Linked DNA regions of Mus musculus: regions 1, 2, 3, 4 and 5 are each linked to region 6. The links are chromatin contacts, called in public Hi-C and HiChIP or PLAC-seq maps. All regions are on one chromosome and are shown on one strand. Each heading gives the region's core, a stretch centred on a gene start, on an enhancer-like site or on the middle of the called end of the contact. The rest is flanking DNA. Distances are from core to core; before and after follow the strand shown. Region 1 has its middle 91 kb from the start of Galnt5. Region 2 has its middle 63 kb from the start of Gm25388. Region 3 holds the start of Galnt5 (polypeptide N-acetylgalactosaminyltransferase 5). Region 4 has its middle 140 kb from the start of Galnt5. Region 5 has its middle 330 kb from the start of Mir195b. Region 6 holds the start of Nr4a2 (nuclear receptor subfamily 4, group A, member 2).

What was found. Hi-C and Micro-C count contacts between places; a contact is called where the count stands out from the background. HiChIP or PLAC-seq counts read pairs in DNA pulled down with a chosen protein or histone mark.
Region 1: a contact with region 6 is called in a Hi-C map of cerebellum, with 2.7 times the contacts expected there. The contact joins the enhancer-like site here to the promoter of Nr4a2 in region 6. A contact is called at or near these places in 13 of 39 promoter capture datasets (the 3T3-L1 cell line, 3T3-L1-derived adipocytes, the C10 cell line and 8 more), 28 of 484 Hi-C or Micro-C datasets (3T3-L1-derived adipocytes, B cells, Sertoli cells and 17 more), 16 of 115 datasets of contacts at active chromatin or transcription factors (the NIH/3T3 cell line, acute myeloid leukemia, astrocytes and 12 more) and 1 of 9 other capture datasets (embryonic stem cells).
Region 2: a contact with region 6 is called in an H3K4me3 HiChIP or PLAC-seq map of embryonic basal ganglia, with 3 times the contacts expected there. The contact joins the enhancer-like site here to the promoter of Nr4a2 in region 6. A contact is called at or near these places in 14 of 39 promoter capture datasets (the 3T3-L1 cell line, the HPC-7 cell line, HPC-7-derived erythroid cells and 9 more), 5 of 484 Hi-C or Micro-C datasets (adipose-derived mesenchymal stem cells, bone marrow-derived DN2 thymocytes, cortical neurons and 2 more), 12 of 115 datasets of contacts at active chromatin or transcription factors (craniofacial prominence, embryonic basal ganglia, embryonic forebrain and 8 more) and 1 of 9 other capture datasets (embryonic stem cells).
Region 3: a Hi-C map of the N1E-115 cell line shows a contact between it and region 6, with 4 times the contacts expected there. The contact joins the promoter of Galnt5 here to the promoter of Nr4a2 in region 6. A contact is called at or near these places in 2 of 39 promoter capture datasets (hippocampal neurons and second pharyngeal arch cranial neural crest) and 1 of 484 Hi-C or Micro-C datasets (the N1E-115 cell line).
Region 4: a contact with region 6 is called in an H3K4me3 HiChIP or PLAC-seq map of craniofacial prominence, with 6 times the contacts expected there. The contact joins the enhancer-like site here to the promoter of Nr4a2 in region 6. A contact is called at or near these places in 7 of 39 promoter capture datasets (cranial neural crest, embryonic stem cells, frontonasal cranial neural crest and 4 more), 5 of 484 Hi-C or Micro-C datasets (cardiomyocytes, cerebellum, cranial neural crest and 2 more), 13 of 115 datasets of contacts at active chromatin or transcription factors (bone marrow-derived macrophages, craniofacial prominence, embryonic forebrain and 10 more) and 1 of 9 other capture datasets (embryonic stem cells).
Region 5: an H3K4me3 HiChIP or PLAC-seq map of neural tube shows a contact between it and region 6, with 5 times the contacts expected there. The contact joins the enhancer-like site here to the promoter of Nr4a2 in region 6. A contact is called at or near these places in 5 of 39 promoter capture datasets (cranial neural crest, frontonasal cranial neural crest, hippocampal neurons and 2 more), 1 of 484 Hi-C or Micro-C datasets (neural progenitor cells), 9 of 115 datasets of contacts at active chromatin or transcription factors (astrocytes, craniofacial prominence, embryonic basal ganglia and 6 more) and 1 of 9 other capture datasets (embryonic stem cells).

What each region holds. Positions count from the first base shown.
Region 1 is chr2:57,905,622-57,908,321 of GRCm38.p6, reverse strand. No RefSeq gene overlaps it. Among named protein-coding and RNA genes, the nearest start is that of Galnt5, 91 kb to the left of the region's middle. Within about 2 kb of position 1,316, at least 9 of the 459 cell types and tissues checked have an H3K27ac peak or open chromatin away from gene starts, as enhancers often do. A contact at or near this core is called in cerebellar granule neurons, cerebellum and hippocampal neurons, where this site is marked.
Region 2 is chr2:57,715,735-57,718,434 of GRCm38.p6, reverse strand. No RefSeq gene overlaps it. Among named protein-coding and RNA genes, the nearest start is that of Gm25388, 63 kb to the right of the region's middle. Within about 2 kb of position 1,259, at least 4 of the 459 cell types and tissues checked have an H3K27ac peak or open chromatin away from gene starts, as enhancers often do. A contact at or near this core is called in embryonic basal ganglia, where this site is marked.
Region 3 is chr2:57,996,776-57,999,475 of GRCm38.p6, reverse strand. Galnt5 (polypeptide N-acetylgalactosaminyltransferase 5) reads right to left here and starts at 1,321. Exons shown (of 10, transcript NM_172855.3): 1 at 1-1,321. The coding sequence starts at 1,086. All of the region lies in intron 1 of Gm33594 (a long non-coding RNA gene), which reads left to right.
Region 4 is chr2:57,855,691-57,858,584 of GRCm38.p6, reverse strand. No RefSeq gene overlaps it. Among named protein-coding and RNA genes, the nearest start is that of Galnt5, 140 kb to the left of the region's middle. Within about 2 kb of position 1,619, at least 18 of the 459 cell types and tissues checked have an H3K27ac peak or open chromatin away from gene starts, as enhancers often do. A contact at or near this core is called in craniofacial prominence, heart atrium, myocytes and 1 more, where this site is marked.
Region 5 is chr2:56,453,420-56,456,119 of GRCm38.p6, reverse strand. No RefSeq gene overlaps it. Among named protein-coding and RNA genes, the nearest start is that of Mir195b, 330 kb to the left of the region's middle. Within about 2 kb of position 1,434, at least 10 of the 459 cell types and tissues checked have an H3K27ac peak or open chromatin away from gene starts, as enhancers often do. A contact at or near this core is called in neural tube, where this site is marked.
Region 6 is chr2:57,113,693-57,116,392 of GRCm38.p6, reverse strand. Nr4a2 (nuclear receptor subfamily 4, group A, member 2) reads left to right here and starts at 1,355. Exons shown (of 8, transcript NM_013613.2): 1 at 1,355-1,675.

The DNA.
Region 1 (2,700 bases), core at 67-2,566, 790 kb before region 6:
CAAGCTCTTCAGAGCAGTACATGCTAAGATTTTAAATGAATGCTACCTACGTTTATTACTTTTTAAATGGTGCCAGCTTGACTCCACACAGAGCCCAATAAGATTTCTTCATCATCTTTAAAATGGATAGGATGAGGACTTCTACACTGGGGGAGGGTGATCTCTGCTATTTAAAGTCTTGCCCTAAAGTTGCCCAACACAGAGCAGGCATTTGTGACTGTTAATTGACTAATTCATGGCCCTAGAGCCCAGGATAGACACTAACTATGAAAGCTTCTATTTTCAATAGATGGATTTGTCCAAGGTGGCAAAACATAAGTTACCTGTAGTCTTTGTGCTAAAGACAGACTGGACCAGACACCTTATTAAGGTTTCTTATAGAATGACAGTGACCCAAGACATGAAGTGTAAGCCTTTGTTTGGGGAAAAGGGATACATTTTTGCCACTGCCAAGACAAACTCTTTTGGACAAATGAAAATTGACTTGGAAATTTTGAAATAAAAATTACAGACCAAACAGGATGTAGCCTGATTAGGGAGGAAATGATTCATTGGAAAAAAGTAAGGAGTCAGCTCTATTTGTGAAAGACTTAAACAATCTTTTTTTTTTTTTTTTAAATCTCAACCCTCAGTGCTGAAGGGGCTGCTCAGCCCTAGTATATTGAAGGTAGAAAATTAGAAGCCAGGATAGAAACAATACAGATTTCCTCTCTCTCTCTCTCTCTCTCTCTCTCTCTCTCTCTCTCTCTCTCTCTCTCTCTCTCTCTCTCTCTCTCTCTCTCCCTCCCTCCCTCTCTCTCTCTCCATATATGTATGTGCTTGCATACATGCACACATACATACTAATTCTTTTGCTTGCTAGCTAGCTACTTTATTTAATAACTGTGTGCTTCCAAATGATTATTAAACTATAGTATGCTTTTGGCAGAAGATGGACCTCCTATCCATGAGTAGAAGGTAATAGGATCAAAGGTACTAGGTGGGAATTGTCTAAAAGTAGAGGGATCCAGTTAAAGACTCAAATCTTTTTTTCTATCTCATGAAACTACACAGTGTAGGGAGTGGCAAGCACTTAGAGGGTTTGCAGCCACATCCCCCCCCCCCATGATGGGGAGCAGCAGAGCTGTCACCTGCTTTACTATGCGGGGTGCCCAGCTTAACCCGTATTTCTTTGGCAACTGTGCCCCAGTGAGAAAAGCTAGCGGTCCATATGTTGAGTAGGCACCATGCCATTTTGACAGGCATGAGTGTCGGCAAGAAAGGGACCATGTATGAGCATCAAATGTGTTTGTTGTGGGAAGGATTCTAGGCCAGGAATATTAAAATAACTGTCTGTCCTTCGCTCTAGCACATATGGTTAAGGAGATATGCTATGATGACTCACATTAACATTGGAAAAAATATATATAGAATTTGCAGCCATGCTAAGTGAGTTTCTGGTGTTGATAAATTGGGCTTGGAATTTTCACAAAGGAAGGCTGAAGAGAGGCATGCATAGTGATAATGGTTTCATTCCATGTATCAAGTGGAATTGACTAAATTTCAGGCATTATTATAGTGCTTCTGGACTGATGGACAGAGTGAAGGATCCTATTAGGGTTTCCCGAGAGGTCCTCAGGTATTTCCTCAGCACAGTTTGAAAAGTAAATGGGATAGGATAGGCTCATTTAATATTTCAATTCCAAAGAAATTAAATTGATGTTAGCAATGTTAGTTCAACTATTTTTCTGCTACAGGGACCATTTGTTTAAAAATCATTAAAGAGCTTTAAATGACATTGTCCTGACATTTTGTGTGATTAAATTAAGGGAATTAGTATAAAGTCATTTCATTTCTCCTTAGCTTTCTAAGTGAATACCATAACTCCCTATATGGGAAAAAAAAAGGACTCATTGAGCCAGCCTTTATAGTTTTGGTGATTTGTATATATGGGTCTGTTGACTGAATAAAAGATTACTTATGGAATTGCTTCATTTCACAATGACCTGTCTCTTCGTATTTCAAAAGGCTTAACTCTTTGGAAAGGCAGCAGTGCATGGCATATAGGATACTCCATGGAAAAAAATCTAAAGACATCCATGTAAGATTTGATAATAGTCCATAAGGTGTTTAAATGTAAACTTGCATGCACATATACACATTTCCCCCTCCAAACCCACACAAGCTTGGCATTTGTCACTTTTTTAAGTCTGGAGAGGCACATCTAGCTTGTATCTAGCGTTAGTAAGTTGGCCTCCCAGGGAACTGCCCTAGTAAGAGTCTAAATATGCATAGGAGAGGCATCTCATTAAAGAATGTTTCTCAAAGATTAGCAATAATTTTAGCATATTATATAATTTCGTTATATACATTATGTTTATTATTTTTTGACTCACTAGATTATAATCTCTTGGGAAAGATCTTTTTAACCTGGTTTTATTACTGTTGATTGTTACCACTGCTGTGTCTGAAAAATACACCTAGAATATTTCCTGGCACATACTCATAACTTAACAAAATTTTTTTTTAAATGAATTAATGAATAAACCACCCTTTTCTATGAGAGAGCTAAAAGACAGATGCCCTGGAGTCTATTCAGTAAAGATTCTTAAAGCAGAAGTCAACTAGATCTCCATCAGCAGCCCCTATCCTAAATAAAAGAAGTTCTTTTTAATAGAGCCAATTTAATCACTCTTATATAAAGTGTGAGTGAAACTTTAG
Region 2 (2,700 bases), core at 10-2,509, 600 kb before region 6:
CACTGCATACCTGCAGGGCAATCTCTACTGATGGAATCTGAGGCACAGGGTGATTAAGAAAATTTGCCAGGCTTTCTTAGGTGGGTGAGGAAGGATTTCAGTGTAAATGGTAAAATTGTAAGAACCGAGTTTTAGTAATATAGCAAGCATTTTATTTGTGAATATTTATTTTACAGTTACAGTTTTCAATCTGTAGATCCTTCCATTACTTCATCTACATCCTTCATTTACTTGTGTTATCTTTACACTACTGAGTAGGTAAAATAAGCTCCTTCTTTCTCAGTCATGAGTTTCTTTATCCCTGAAGAAGCAAAATATAGCAGAGAACTGTCTAGTCTGGCCTCAATGAGAGAAGACACACCTAACCCTTGAGAGACTTAAGGCCCCAGGAGATAGGGAGGCCTGGCACAGTGTGTGAGAACATCCTTTTGGAGATGGGGGAGGAGAAATGGAGTGAGCAACTGTTGGAGGGCAGAACGGGAGAGGGATAACGACTGGACTGTAAAAAAAAAAAGATTAAAGATAATAATAACAAAAAGCAAAATGTAAATACTCCAAATTTAATCCTACTGTGAAGTTCTGGGGTCCATTATTAAAGAAACATACATGTCAATCTATATTTAGATCTACCTAATAAATGAACAATGTCCTGTGATAGAGCTTTCACCTACATAATGTAATTTCAGTCTGATATATATGGAAAGAATGACAAGTTATAGGTAAAATCTTATTTGATCATATGCAAAAATTAGCCAAAGGCTTTAAATTCACGTGGCTAAAAAAGCTCAATAAATAAACTAAGCATCTTAAGCATCTATGAACTCTAATTTTTATAACTCTGTGTGATAATCTGCATATATCTAATACTCAAATGGAACAAGAAAACAATTTACATACAGATATCTGTGTTTGAGATCCTGGTTACTAAGACACTAATAGAGCAATTTGAGGATTTCCTAAATTATCGTGGGAACAAGTCACAGTAAATATCTCTATCAGGAAATTAGAAGTATGAACTCTGTAAGCGATCCTTTAAGCATCTTAGACAGCAATGGGAAGAGATCCGTCTTGTGTGGTTTTGATGTGTGACAAATCCAGGAATTGACAGAAGCGTGTAAATCATGTGTACTATCATGCCTTGTCTGAGTGTCTCTACAACGTATGCGAGTTGAAGGATTAAGTGTGAGAATAGCTTTCAGAGCTGAGTCAGAGCTGGGGGCTGTCGACACTGATTAAGACACTGACAGAGTGCACAAAAAAAGCCATTTGTTGGCATGACATATCAGATGGATAAAGGATCTGTCCTTGTCTGCTTGGTCTAGCTCTCATTCAAACTGACTTTGAGATTGGCTGTCGTGTTTCCACTGGCAAACAGTAGCCTGAGTTTTAATATAAGCCTATGCAAAATATGCTGCCATGAAAAGGATTTTTAAAGAGGCTTTTCCATAGCATTAGTAAGCACAATGAACTATCGTGCATTAATAGGAACAGTGCCCCCACCCTCCGTGCACACACTTTGAACAGCCTCTTTTTCAAACACCAGCTTCCATTAAAAGGCAAATTCTCTTTCTACCCATGACTAAGCTGGGAGGTAAGGTTTGCTTTTGTTTGGCACTGAAGAATAAATGATGGAAAATTGGAGCTAACAATGTGTTCTGATTATTCCTACAATATACAAAATTCTCCAAATGTGACAAACCATGTTTATCCCACTAGGGAAAGGGAGGGAGTATTCCCTGTGATTTATTGGTATGTGTAGGACTGTTAAGAAGCCATTTTGTTATTCCACCTTGATACTGACATACTTTTCACTTCGAAGAATAAGATTTCCATATGCAAAATATTACCTCAATGCATGTTTACCCTGGAAATAAAAGTTATTTGGAGGAAGCAGTTAAGGTCATTGAGTTCATGGAGAATTGTGTTCCATTTAATGCTGCACTAATTTCATATTTTCAAAATCATTTTTATCTTATACACTAGAAATAGTTTGTTTCCTTGCATTCTTAAATTTAAAAAGTAGAAGCAAAACATAGATCATAGTCCCAGGAAACTAAATTCTCCATTGAAAACAGATGCAGATTATTTCAACATATATATTTATTCCCATTATCTTCCTAATTTAAGACTGTTGTTAATAAGAGCGGATTCAGCCAGAATGTATGGCTATTGTTCTAAGGGACCTTCCAAGGAATCACTGCACTGAGGTGCGCAGGGCATTGAATTACTGATACCAATGGAAGAAAATAAACTTCCTCAGAGAGTGAAGAAAGTCTGAAGATCACTAACGGTCTTTTCCCTGTCACACAAGGTGAAACAAAACCACAAAAGCAGAGGGCTCAGTGTTTAAGAGCACATACTACTCTTGCAAAAGACAAAGCTCAGTTCCCAGCATCCACGGCTGCTGCTCACAAACATTGTCTACTAAGACCAGGTCTGGAAGATCTGATCCTTGTGGCCTCCTTTGGTACCCACACATACATACACACATTCACATGCACACACGCGCACACACACACCACACGCACACACACACACACATACACACATGCACACACACATTCACACACAAACACAAGCACACATGTACATACATATACATGCATGCGCACACACGGATCACACACAAGTACACACATGCACACACATTTAAGACATAATAAAATAAGCCTTTTTTATTAAAAGGGTCAAATCTGTGAT
Region 3 (2,700 bases), core at 72-2,571, 880 kb before region 6:
AGAGGATGACGTCTTGCTTTGATTTCTGGGGATTTGTTTATGTGGACTTCCACCCAGTAATTTAGGAAACACAGTTTGGGTTTTAGAATTAGGTACCTCTTTGGTGTCTGTCTTCAGTTCTTCCTCTTTAGTTATAATCACAACATGACTTTCAGAGAAATTAAGTTTCTTCCCTGGCGCCACTTTGGCTGCATCATCTTCTGGCAATCTTCCCAACTGTGTCTCATTTGTAGATTGGTTCTTTAAATGACCCATATCTGCAATGAACTTAAGAAGTGGTAGCGCTTTAAGGGCTTCATGTTTTAGGTCTTTGCTCTGAGCCTCAGCTTTCTTTATGACTGTGACTTCCTCAGATTTCAGGATTGGTGGGCTGGCAAAGTGCATCCTCAATTTTGTTACTGTCTGTGATTTTTGCTTTGATCTATCAGTCTTGACACTGATGGTCATATTCAGGGTCCTTTCAGATGCTTGCTTTGATGTATCGCTGCTGACATTATAATTTTGGGGGGCCTCTTGTTTTTTATCGAAGGTTTCTGTACGTCCTGCTATTTTGGTCAATGGAACTCCTCTTGAAGCTGTGAATGGGGTCTTCTCAGACTCTAACACTGTCATCCACTTGGACATCATGTATTGGGAGGAGACTTCAGGCTTGCTATCTCTCCCCTGGGTCTTCTGCATGGGAATTGTCACTGGGAGGGTTTGCAGATGTGCAAGATGCCACAAAGGCACAGCCTTTCTCCTTCCCAGGAGGTTCTGCATTTTCCCTTTCCTCTGGACTTGGTCCATATTCTCCTCAACCTTGAGTTCATGGTTCTCAGCTTTTCTAAAGTTCTCCTTACCCCACGCTCCATTCCGAGGCAGCCCCATCCCTCTGATGCTGGTGTAAAGGACCTTCACTTGGTCTGGCTCAACTCTGAATCCCGTATGTTCCCTCCTTATGATATCTTCTTTGAGTAGCCCTGCGTTGATCTCACTGAATGAGAGGCGGAGAGCTGCCATGTCAAAGAGCAACCAGATGACAGACGCTGCAAATATAAATGCCAAGACTCGCCCACTTCCTCGGAAAAACTTTCGGATCTTGTTCATCGTACAAAGGCTGACTTGCAGCTTGCGCTCTGCTTACCTGGAGTGGAGAGAGAGAGTTGAGGTAGCAACAGCAGTAGTAGTAGCAGCAACAGCAGCAGCAGTAGGAGCAAGGCCCCTCTCGTCGGAACCAAGCAGGAAATAGCTGTCCAAGGGGGAAAAGCTCAGCTCTTACTGACTGCCTGTCACTCTCTGCCTGCGTGGCATTTCACAGCAAAGTATTTGTGCCCGCTCCCTGGCCCTGGCTAAACCCTAGTATACACTGGCTCCAGGTGGCTCCCGGAGCAGTCAGCTGCAGCTGCAGGACAGTTTCACTGCATCTTGTCTCACAGGGCTCATGTCCATCTTCCTTCCAGCCCAAGAAAACAAGAAAACGTGGGACTAGGCTGGGGCTGCAGCCAGCAGCTTCTCTCCTCCCAGTTCGCTGCATGCTGTAACTCAACACCATGTCTCAGAAGGAAAACCTTTCAAGCCATTACCCAGCAAACTTCCTTCAGCTCTCACCTTCTGTGCTATGTGAGAGAGTATGTGTTTTAAGGGCAATTAAACAGAAAGCAAACTAACTTAGAGGACATGTGTTCCTGGTTTGTAACCCCTCCTACCCCACTCTTACACATTAACCCTGTGGTACCCAGATACTTGAGTACTTACTTGGAGCAATCAATTAATTCTTGACCTTAATGTTTCAGCTCTAAGAGGTTAATGGCTTAAAAAAGGGGGTATCTTATAGCGTAATTGCCAGAGAGGGGTGTTTAGCTATTTTGGAGGCTTCTACCAACAGGTACAGAAATCTTTTTAAGTAAGTAGGTCAGCTACTCTTTTTTACATTAGTCCATCTTTTTTTTCTCCAATTCTTAGCCTTAATAAACTGATACATTTTGTAATATTCCTATAAAATTCAGGGCACTTTGCTATGATCTGAATGTTTGTGTCCCCACCAAATTCAATGTGGAAACCCTAATCACCAGTAGGGTGATATTAGCAAGTAAAGTCTTTGGAATGTGCTGAGATAAGGGAGGAGCAGCCCTTAGATATTAGATTAGTGTCCTTATAAGTGAGCTCAGTGAGATGCCTTGCCCCTTTCACCATGTGAGGGCCCAACAAGAGGGACTCTTGAAGAAACCATATCTGTTCTTTTTGAATGCCTTAGCCTCCAAAACTGTGAGAAATTAATTCATATTGAGTATAGACCACTCAGTCTATGGTAATATTAAATAGAAACTTGAATGGATTAGGACACACTCCCAAATCTGTATTTACTAAGTCATGGACCAATAGCTTGACTATTGTGCCAAGACTTTGTCTAGACTCTGGGAAATTCTGGGAAACGGGAAGGCCAGTAGTTTCTTCATAGATTTGATCTTTAAATCACTCAGAAGTCCTCTTCTATCCATTTTTCTTATTATTGTCATCTGGCAGAAGCAGTTTAAGGAAAGATGGCTCACTTTCGATACAGTTGGAGGGTGCAATATGGCATAGCAAATCCAGTCTTGTGGTCACAATGTATCAACTGCAGTCAGGAAGCAGAGAGAAAGACAAAAGGTGGTCTTAGCTTGCTCTTTTGTTTCTATATCCCTCTATACCAGATTATAGAATAGGACCACCCATGTTCAAAGT
Region 4 (2,894 bases), core at 370-2,869, 740 kb before region 6:
TTTCTTGGTGTCAAGGAATAGGGGAAAAAATAGAAAAGAGACGTCACGTTTCACGGGCTGAGCTTCTCTGCCTTGTTTTATTTTCTCTTTCTCTTTTTTGATTAAGATTAAACCCTTCATTGGATGAAATAAATTATGAAAAAATCATAGAGTGCTAGAAAAGAGCCATAATGCACATGACCAGTAACATCAGGGTGAATGTTTTCCTATCCTTGTCCACCGCCTTCTCTACAAACCTGAATATATATATTAGGCCAACTCTTCATCCCCTCCCCAAACTCTCTTCATATCAAACATAGCACGTAACGCAGTAAAGGCTTGTTGAATGAATAAATGACTGAATTATTGCCTATTAATAGAGACTCTTTCCAAGTGTCCTTTATAGCTAATGTTGACTTGTATACAGAGACTTGCATTTGAACTCAGTTACGAGACCTGAGGTTTGAGCTACAGTGTTTATGCAAAACCAAACTGTTCTTCACTTCACAGATGGCAGAGTGACACCGTAGGTCACTTGTCACTCAGCTGGTCATATGTGAAGAATGAGTTTTTTTTTCCCCGTTCATTCTGTTCAAAATTGAAGTGTAACACAGGGGAGGGCTGATCAATTTAGCTTCCTTTTCACATTACAAATGTGTCCTTTATTTTAAAATACAGGCTTTGGGACTGGAGAGATGGCTCAGCAGGTGAAGGCACTTGCCACCAAGCCTCTTGATAATCTAGCTTGATCCCTGGGACTCATAGAGTGCAAAGAAATAATGGACTCTCGTAAGTCACCCTGTGACTTCTACCTGTAAGCTCTGGCATGTCTGAATGCACACGTAAACACGCAAGATAAATGCAAGATAAATTGTCACTTTCAATTGACAAGCCAGGGTTTGTTTCTATTGGATCTTTGGATTCCTTCCTCGAAAGAATAGCCACTCATTCCACCCTGTTCTCCACGTTGACATTGCAAACACAGCGTGTATCAGGGTGTGGCAGTCTCACCTAAAGTCTCAGCGTCCAGGATGCAGAGGCCAGAGGATCACTCTGAGTTCCAGACCAGTCTACTTTCCAGTGTGTTGCAAGCCAGAGTAGACTATATAATAGTCCCTGTCTCAGAAGACAAGGGAGGAAGGAGGGAGGAAGGGAGGGGCTGAGGGAGGAAGGCAGGAAGGAAGCATATTCTAGCTCTTTCCAGCCTTGATTCTATCGTTGTTCAGTTTCTCCACAGGTCTTAGGTGAGTCTCTACCACAGATAGAGTAACCCTAAAAGAACACTGACACACCTTAAAGGAAGATGGCAATCGTGATATTTTATTCAGGGGTTGGGGATATGGCTCAAGGTTCAAAGCAGTCGCCTATCATGTGTGAAGCCCTCCTTGTATCTCTAGCACTTTAGATAACAATAATAATGTTAAAATACATTTTAAGCATACATTTTCAATTCCAATTTCACGTGGAAAGTTGACATCTCGGCAGGTTTACCTAAATTTTCCTCCCAACGGGGCTGAAGTTATATCGTCCTGCAATTAAGTTTCTGATGATCCACACGACGCGCTTGCCTTGCTGGGTGGGAGAGAAGCCAGTCATCTGTGTGGTTTCTGGTTCCAGCTGCCGCAGCAGCCAGCCCCACATTCCTGGCGTGTGCCTTGGAGTGAGAGCTGAGGTGGTGAGAAGCGGCGCCTGGGGCCGTGCGCCGTGCCAGGTCTATTTTAAGCACTGGTGCTCTGAATTGTTTAAAATGCATATTGTTTGTGTACATCTCACAGAGGAAAATGCCAGCTATGGATGCCCCCGGGCTGCTTGTATGTCAGATGATTAAGTCTTCAAGTCCTGCAGCTGTGGGGTCATTATCAATGGTGCTTCCAGGTCAGGGTGTACACTGCAGAGTCTGAGGCAATGGTTGACCTTTTAATGGCACTCCAGGGTAACATGGCTTCCTAGGGCATGAATAATCATTTTTAAATTGTTTATCTGACTTCCATTTGTTTAGGAATGCAAATGTATTAGAGCATATGAGATTTCCTGATATTCTTCAAGGAAGGGGGAAAAACAGTTTACTGCGTTTCTCAAACTTTCTAAACAAAATCCTTCCTAAGGACAGGAGATGGCACACTTAATAATATGGGTTCGTGCATTCTACTTTGAGGCTCAGTAATTTAGTATGTCCTCTCTAGAACTGTGTTCCACGTAGTTGTCAGCAACAGTGACAACACACTCCTGGTTGTCCTTCTTACACACTACCTGAAACTTCAAAGTGACCTGCTCATATTTTTAAAATATTCATCCAACTCTCGCAGCACTTAAACTCGAAATCCAGGGATTTTTGTTTTTATTTCTTTTTAATTTTAAAGTAATTTTATTATCCGGTCTAATGATATAAGTTCACAAGTTTCATCATAATGATTGCGTGCATGTCTGTGGCAGGTGTTGACCTCAACCACCCTCTCTCTTATTCTTTTGGAGAACAAGTGTCCCATTTATGCTTCTCTGGTACTGAGTTCACATCTAAGAGCATTAGACTCTCTCTACGTATGTAGGAGCATCCAAGCTAATTTCAGAGTAAACTAATTAAAGCTCAAAAAAATAATAGTCCTGGTGTCAATCATCCTCACCCTAGTGCGTCTATCCAGCTGTTACTGTTAAGAGAAAGAAAGAAATTCACCTGAGACGAAGAATTATTAAAAATAAAACTTAGAAGGTCCTAGAAACATAGGTAGTGAGCAATAATTAATCATAGCCCTCAAAGTTAATCATCAGAGATGACAATTTGAAAGTACAGGGGTGATGTATTTGTTTTAGTAAGAATTCACATTGACCTTTCAAGAGGCTTGAGGTCTCTGAACAATTGGGATCAAATAGAGCTTTACATAACAACAGCCAACAAAATAACCAAGGTATCATTAACT
Region 5 (2,700 bases), core at 185-2,684, 660 kb after region 6:
CGGCTGTAGCCATCAGAAGTGTGCTTAAAACACCACTTAAATATCACTTTATACGCTATTACCTGCAAACTGTGGCTTCGTATTAAATTATACTTGCATAGGCTTTTGCCTCGGTGCTGATAATGCTTTTGCGGTTGCATTGGTGAAGAAGAATTTAGGCTGCTTTGCAAGAGACGTGACCAGAATATTCTACACAGCTGACAGTGACAGGGTGAAAAATTGCAGAACTGTACTTTCTTTCCTCATATAGATTGTAATTTTAATTGTCATTGTGGCCCTTCTGTTTTAATTATGGGACTTCTTTGATATATACCAGGACATCATATTGAATGAAAATATGGTGCTATAATAGTCTCTTTATAATTAATGACCACATGTAGATCTTGGTGCATAAAAGGGAAGGAATAAATGAACAATTTATTTAACTAGGTTTTGGATTTCTTTCTGTCTTCCAGAGAATATAAAATGATCCCAGAGCTTCTGAGAGTGTTTGATGTTCAGAGCTGTACAGAATATTGAATAAAACGACTTTAAGCCAGGTTGCAAAATGCAGTCTATTTAAAATATTTTCTACTTACAATCAGTAATATTTACCTACCTCTTACATTATTTTTAAAACACCTCGTGAACAAAAGATCGAAACTCTTTTATAAATACATTTTAAATGTAATGCTCTTAAACAGCTTATACTTATCATAGAACTAATTTTTGTTCATACAAAACCACTCCAAGATGCTTACTTGTGACTTCTGACTTATTTACTCACACCAAACTGGGAAAGAAAATAGTCTTTAAAGTTTTGCTTTCAAAATACTGTAAATCAGAGCAGCAAGTCTTTCCCCTGAAGTAAGAATAAATTTATCTCAGTTACCACTCCTTAACAGACGCTCTCTTTCAACAAACCCAAAATAAGTAGTCTATTCAAATGTAATTAAAGTCCCTGAAAACTGTGAAGAGGAACCAGAAAACACTAGCCAGGCTGCAGCTTTAACACTGTTCTCTAACTCTCAAATAACCGGTTTACCATATAGACTACTGTAGCATAAGCATGCTGGGCTCATATACATTTCAAGAGAGCCAGGCCTCTGTGGATTTCTGGAAAGCAGACCTATTTGTCCGGGGTCTGTCACTGTAAAGCAGGAAAATGCCCTGTGACAAGCTACTGCTAATTTTATTGTGGCACGGAGTCCTGTGCATGCATTCTCCTCAGTGGATGCTGTTCAATTGCAGAGCAGGATGAAATTGGATCGGCAGAGACAGGGACTACCCTGGGGTCAGCTGTGACCATGCCACTTCTATGTGATGTCTAGTTGGGGTGATGGTGTGTAAATAAACGTAGAGAATTGCAAATCTTGTCACGGCCAAGCAGAGCGGCTCAAGCATTTAAAGATGGTTGCCCGCAAACCTAACTGGAAGGTGCTTGCTGCGTGGTGGCTGGGGAAACGCTGCATGCCTTGGCCGCTCTTGCTCCTGACATATCTAAGAGCGCTGACCCAGCACTGTGTTGCTGAAGGGAGTAATCACTAATTTTTTTAAATCATAGTGAAAATTCAAGCAATAAACTAATCATATTTGAATATTGTGCTTTTAAAGCTACCATCCTGACACTCGACTTTGTATTTATATTATGGTTCTTTGATTTATTTGTTCTTTTAATGAGATGAAACATTTCCATGTCCTACTGTTTATAGAATTCAGCACACTAAAGTCCTATGAGTTCTTGTCATTATTATGAACTTTTCTAATGTTAGAAAATAAAATATTATAGAATTCACATTTCTGCTTATGAATCTAATTTTATTTAAATACTACTTACAGTACTCATTAAAATACACTTAGCTTTTCCTACGTCCAACCAATAAGATGTATTTTTAACCACTTTTACATTTACACATAGCTGTTTCTCTGTTACTTTTCCCACATGACAATTACCTTTCATTACAAATTTATAAAATCATTTACATTTTAGCAGTTTAAATGTTTCTGCTGACATTTTGTAACTATTACCCTCTTCTAGAATGGCATATGCTCAGGCAGTTAATAAAAAATTAAATGGAATAGCAGCAGCCAAGGTGAAGCTTTGCATCAGGGCGCTATCCACATCTCTGAAAATACCATCTTTGTGTTGCAAACTGTGAAGTGAGGTTAGGGCTGTGCCAATATGTGTATTTGTCACAACTGTCGCAGAGACCACGAACTAGCCAATCACATAGCCCTTAATTAGACAGTTATATTTTGCTTTTTAGAAATTGTCTTCATGTAAAATGGTATCTAAGATTCAAGAAACGTGCTGAGAGCTAAGAGGGCAAAGAATGCCACAGATTAGAAAAAAAAAAAAAGAAGCACGTTAGTTTCTCTGAAGCTTTATTAACTGCTGCATGATTCATTTAATATAAAAATATACGTCCTGTGAAAGATATTTATAAATGTTAACATGAGAGAAATGTAGTTCATGGATTAATGAATTTGGGATACACTGAATTAAACATTTCTATGATACTAAATGTTCTTATATAGATTTTGAAATTATAAATTAAAAATTACAGAAGATGATCTTTCAAAAGGTGAAGCTATTAATTCCTGCGTTCACAGTTGTGACTCTGGCGTCATCTGAAATTCCATTTACACTATTTACTGCTGGAAATAAATTGTGTAGATTTTGTTAAAAACAATAAATGCTTTGGATTTTTTAATTCCTGG
Region 6 (2,700 bases), core at 106-2,605:
TGTTCTCCCGGGGTGTTAGGATCACCGAGAGGGGGCCGAGGTGTATATTGCACACACACACACACACACACACACACACACACGCACGCGCACACACACACACACACACACACACACACACACACACACACACACACACCGCTCGCCCGGGTAGCTTGGGAGCGAGCCAACGCTCGGGAGAAGGGGAGGAGGAGCGCTGTCCTGGGAGAAGAAGGGGACCCTACAAAGTCGCTCTCCCTTGGCCTCAGTCCCTTCCTGGTCTTGAGAGAAACCCGAAGAGGCCTGTCTGGCCAGCTTCACGGGGGTACTGGGAGTAGGGTTAGCCCTCTGGAGGATCTGCGATTCCTTTGCTAGAAAGATCCACGCGCTTGGGAGGAGGGGGAGCGGATTGTCTTGCAGAGCGGAGCTGGAGGCGATTGAGAGGAACGCGGGGGTAGGGCACGCTCCCACAGTTCACCCGGACCCTGGGCTGGGGCAATGGGCACATACTCTCCGTTTTGGGCGAGACCCACCCCGCCTCGAGCTCCACTCCCCTTGCTGCTTCTCCCTCCATGCTTTCTTCTTGGTTGCAGGCACGACAGCCCCTGCGTTTCAGAAACCTGTGAAAGGGACTGAAGGGCTTGGTGGGCACAGCGAAATGTCAACTCTGTCAAGAGTTGACCGAGGGGCTTGGGGGCGATGGTTCAGATCACCTCTGGGCTGGAGGCGCACCTGTTGCCGGATCCTTTAATGTATTGTCTGCGAGAGAAAGCTGGCAACAGTTCACTCCTACTTGTGGGGTCCTCTAAGACTTGGCTCACTGTCTACCCTCCTTCCTCCCACATTGCTTTAGATAGTACGTCTTTTTAGTTTCTGTAAAGAAGGGGAAAGGGCCTGACCTCTCATCCTTCGAAGCGGGAGGAAGAGTGGGTTTTTAAAAAGGGAGAAGGGGGATGCACGGACTAGGGGAATCCCATCTAACGCCCAAGTCTTTGGAGAGTTACGAGCCACGGGACAACTGTCTCCACTTCTGCTAAAGGGTGTGAGGAGGGTATGTTGGGGAGCTGCAAGGCACACCTCTGCCCTCTCGGCCCAGGTGCTAGCTACCTGGCCCACGCGAGTGTTCTTTTCCGTTCAAGCTTTTGTTGCACCCTCCCCACGTGTGAGGACGCAAGGTCTGGGGCGGGGGAGGGGCAGGTGGAGCGTAGCATCACCACGGACTTCACGGACCTGGGTTGCAGAAGTCACACTTCTTTCGGAAAAAAAAAAAATCCACCCAAGTGGGCTACCAAGGTGAACCGTTCCCACCTTAAAATCAGCCCCAGTCGTGACGTCAGGTCGGAAATATACCAAAGCGAGCGCGGGCCAGGAGTCCGGGGAGCGCGGCGGCTCGGCGATTGGACCGCGGGCCGCTGACGCGGGCTGACGCGCGCAGACTTTAGGTGCATGTTGGCAGCAGCAGCTCGAGCCACATAAACAAAGGCACATTGGCGGCCAGGGCCAGTCCGCCCCGCGGCTCCGCACAGCTCCGCGTCCCTCTCTCCGGCCCCGCTGGCTGCCTCCCTCTCCTGCGGCCGGGCTGGCTGCGTGTGGCTCTCCGCGCCCCGCTTCCGCAGCGCTCCCGCGGACCCGGGCTCCTCTGCTCCCGGAGGGAACTGCACTTCGGCGGAGTTGAATGAATGAAGAGAGCGGACAAGTGAGTAGCTGCGGCGGGGCCGCCCGCGGTCACGCGTCCTCCCGGTCTCCGCGTACCAGGGAACGGGTTCTCTGCAAGTGGTCGCCCGAGCCGCGGAGCGCGAAGGGGCTGGGGAAGGGGGATGGCGAGTGGGCGCGCGCAGCTCCGCCGAGCCTCTGCTGGAACTCCGGTGCTAGCGTAAAGGGGGGGGAGTTGGCTGCCGGCAGAGGTTTCCAGGCTTCTCATTGGTGGATGTGGCAAGGGGACTCCCACAGTTTTAGGAGAAGCGGACTTGCCGGTGGAGATGTGCGCAAAGTTTGCTCTTGGTGTGAAATTGATTGTGGCTTGAGGAGGCTCCATCTCGCGAACATGTGGGAAACAGTCCGGGAGAGAAAGTTTACGTGTTGCTTGGGAACAGTGTCGCTCGGCTCGCCCGCTGGTGGAGGTTTCCCGGATATCGTCGAGTAAGGGTAGTGTCGGTAGAGGGTCCTGTAGCGAAGTTGCCTGAAATGACTGGTTTTGATATATGTTGTCCTTGGATAGTGTGTCAGTGTGTGCGTGAGGTAAAGAATACGGTTATGAAACTGTGACATAGCCACGGGTTAATATCCAGAACAGACATATTTTCAAGGGCGGCGGCGGATGGGGGTGGGGAGATAAAGCAAAAGTCCTCTGGTTTGTCTTGTTAACCTTCTCCGCTCCTTGAAGCAAAGCAAGATTGTGGAAGAAGTGGGGGGGGGGGCGGAGAGGGGAGGGAGCAAAGGAGAGGGTGTTCAGGTTTCTTTACTTTATCAACAAGATCGTCTATGCTCTAGAATGCCTTGCAAGTGGGAACATCTGAAAAAAAAAATAGCTAGGACACAAGAATGCCTTGTCCCAGCAAGTAGGCAGCCTGTGGAAAGCATTGTGGAGAAGGTGTCCAGTTTGCTGTGCTGAGAAGTGCTTCTAACTTTGGTGCCAATATCATATGCGTAATATTTCTTTCCCTCTGCAGTTGACCCAAGATACTCCTGGTAAAGTAGAGATCTCTCTCATCACCTCTGGGC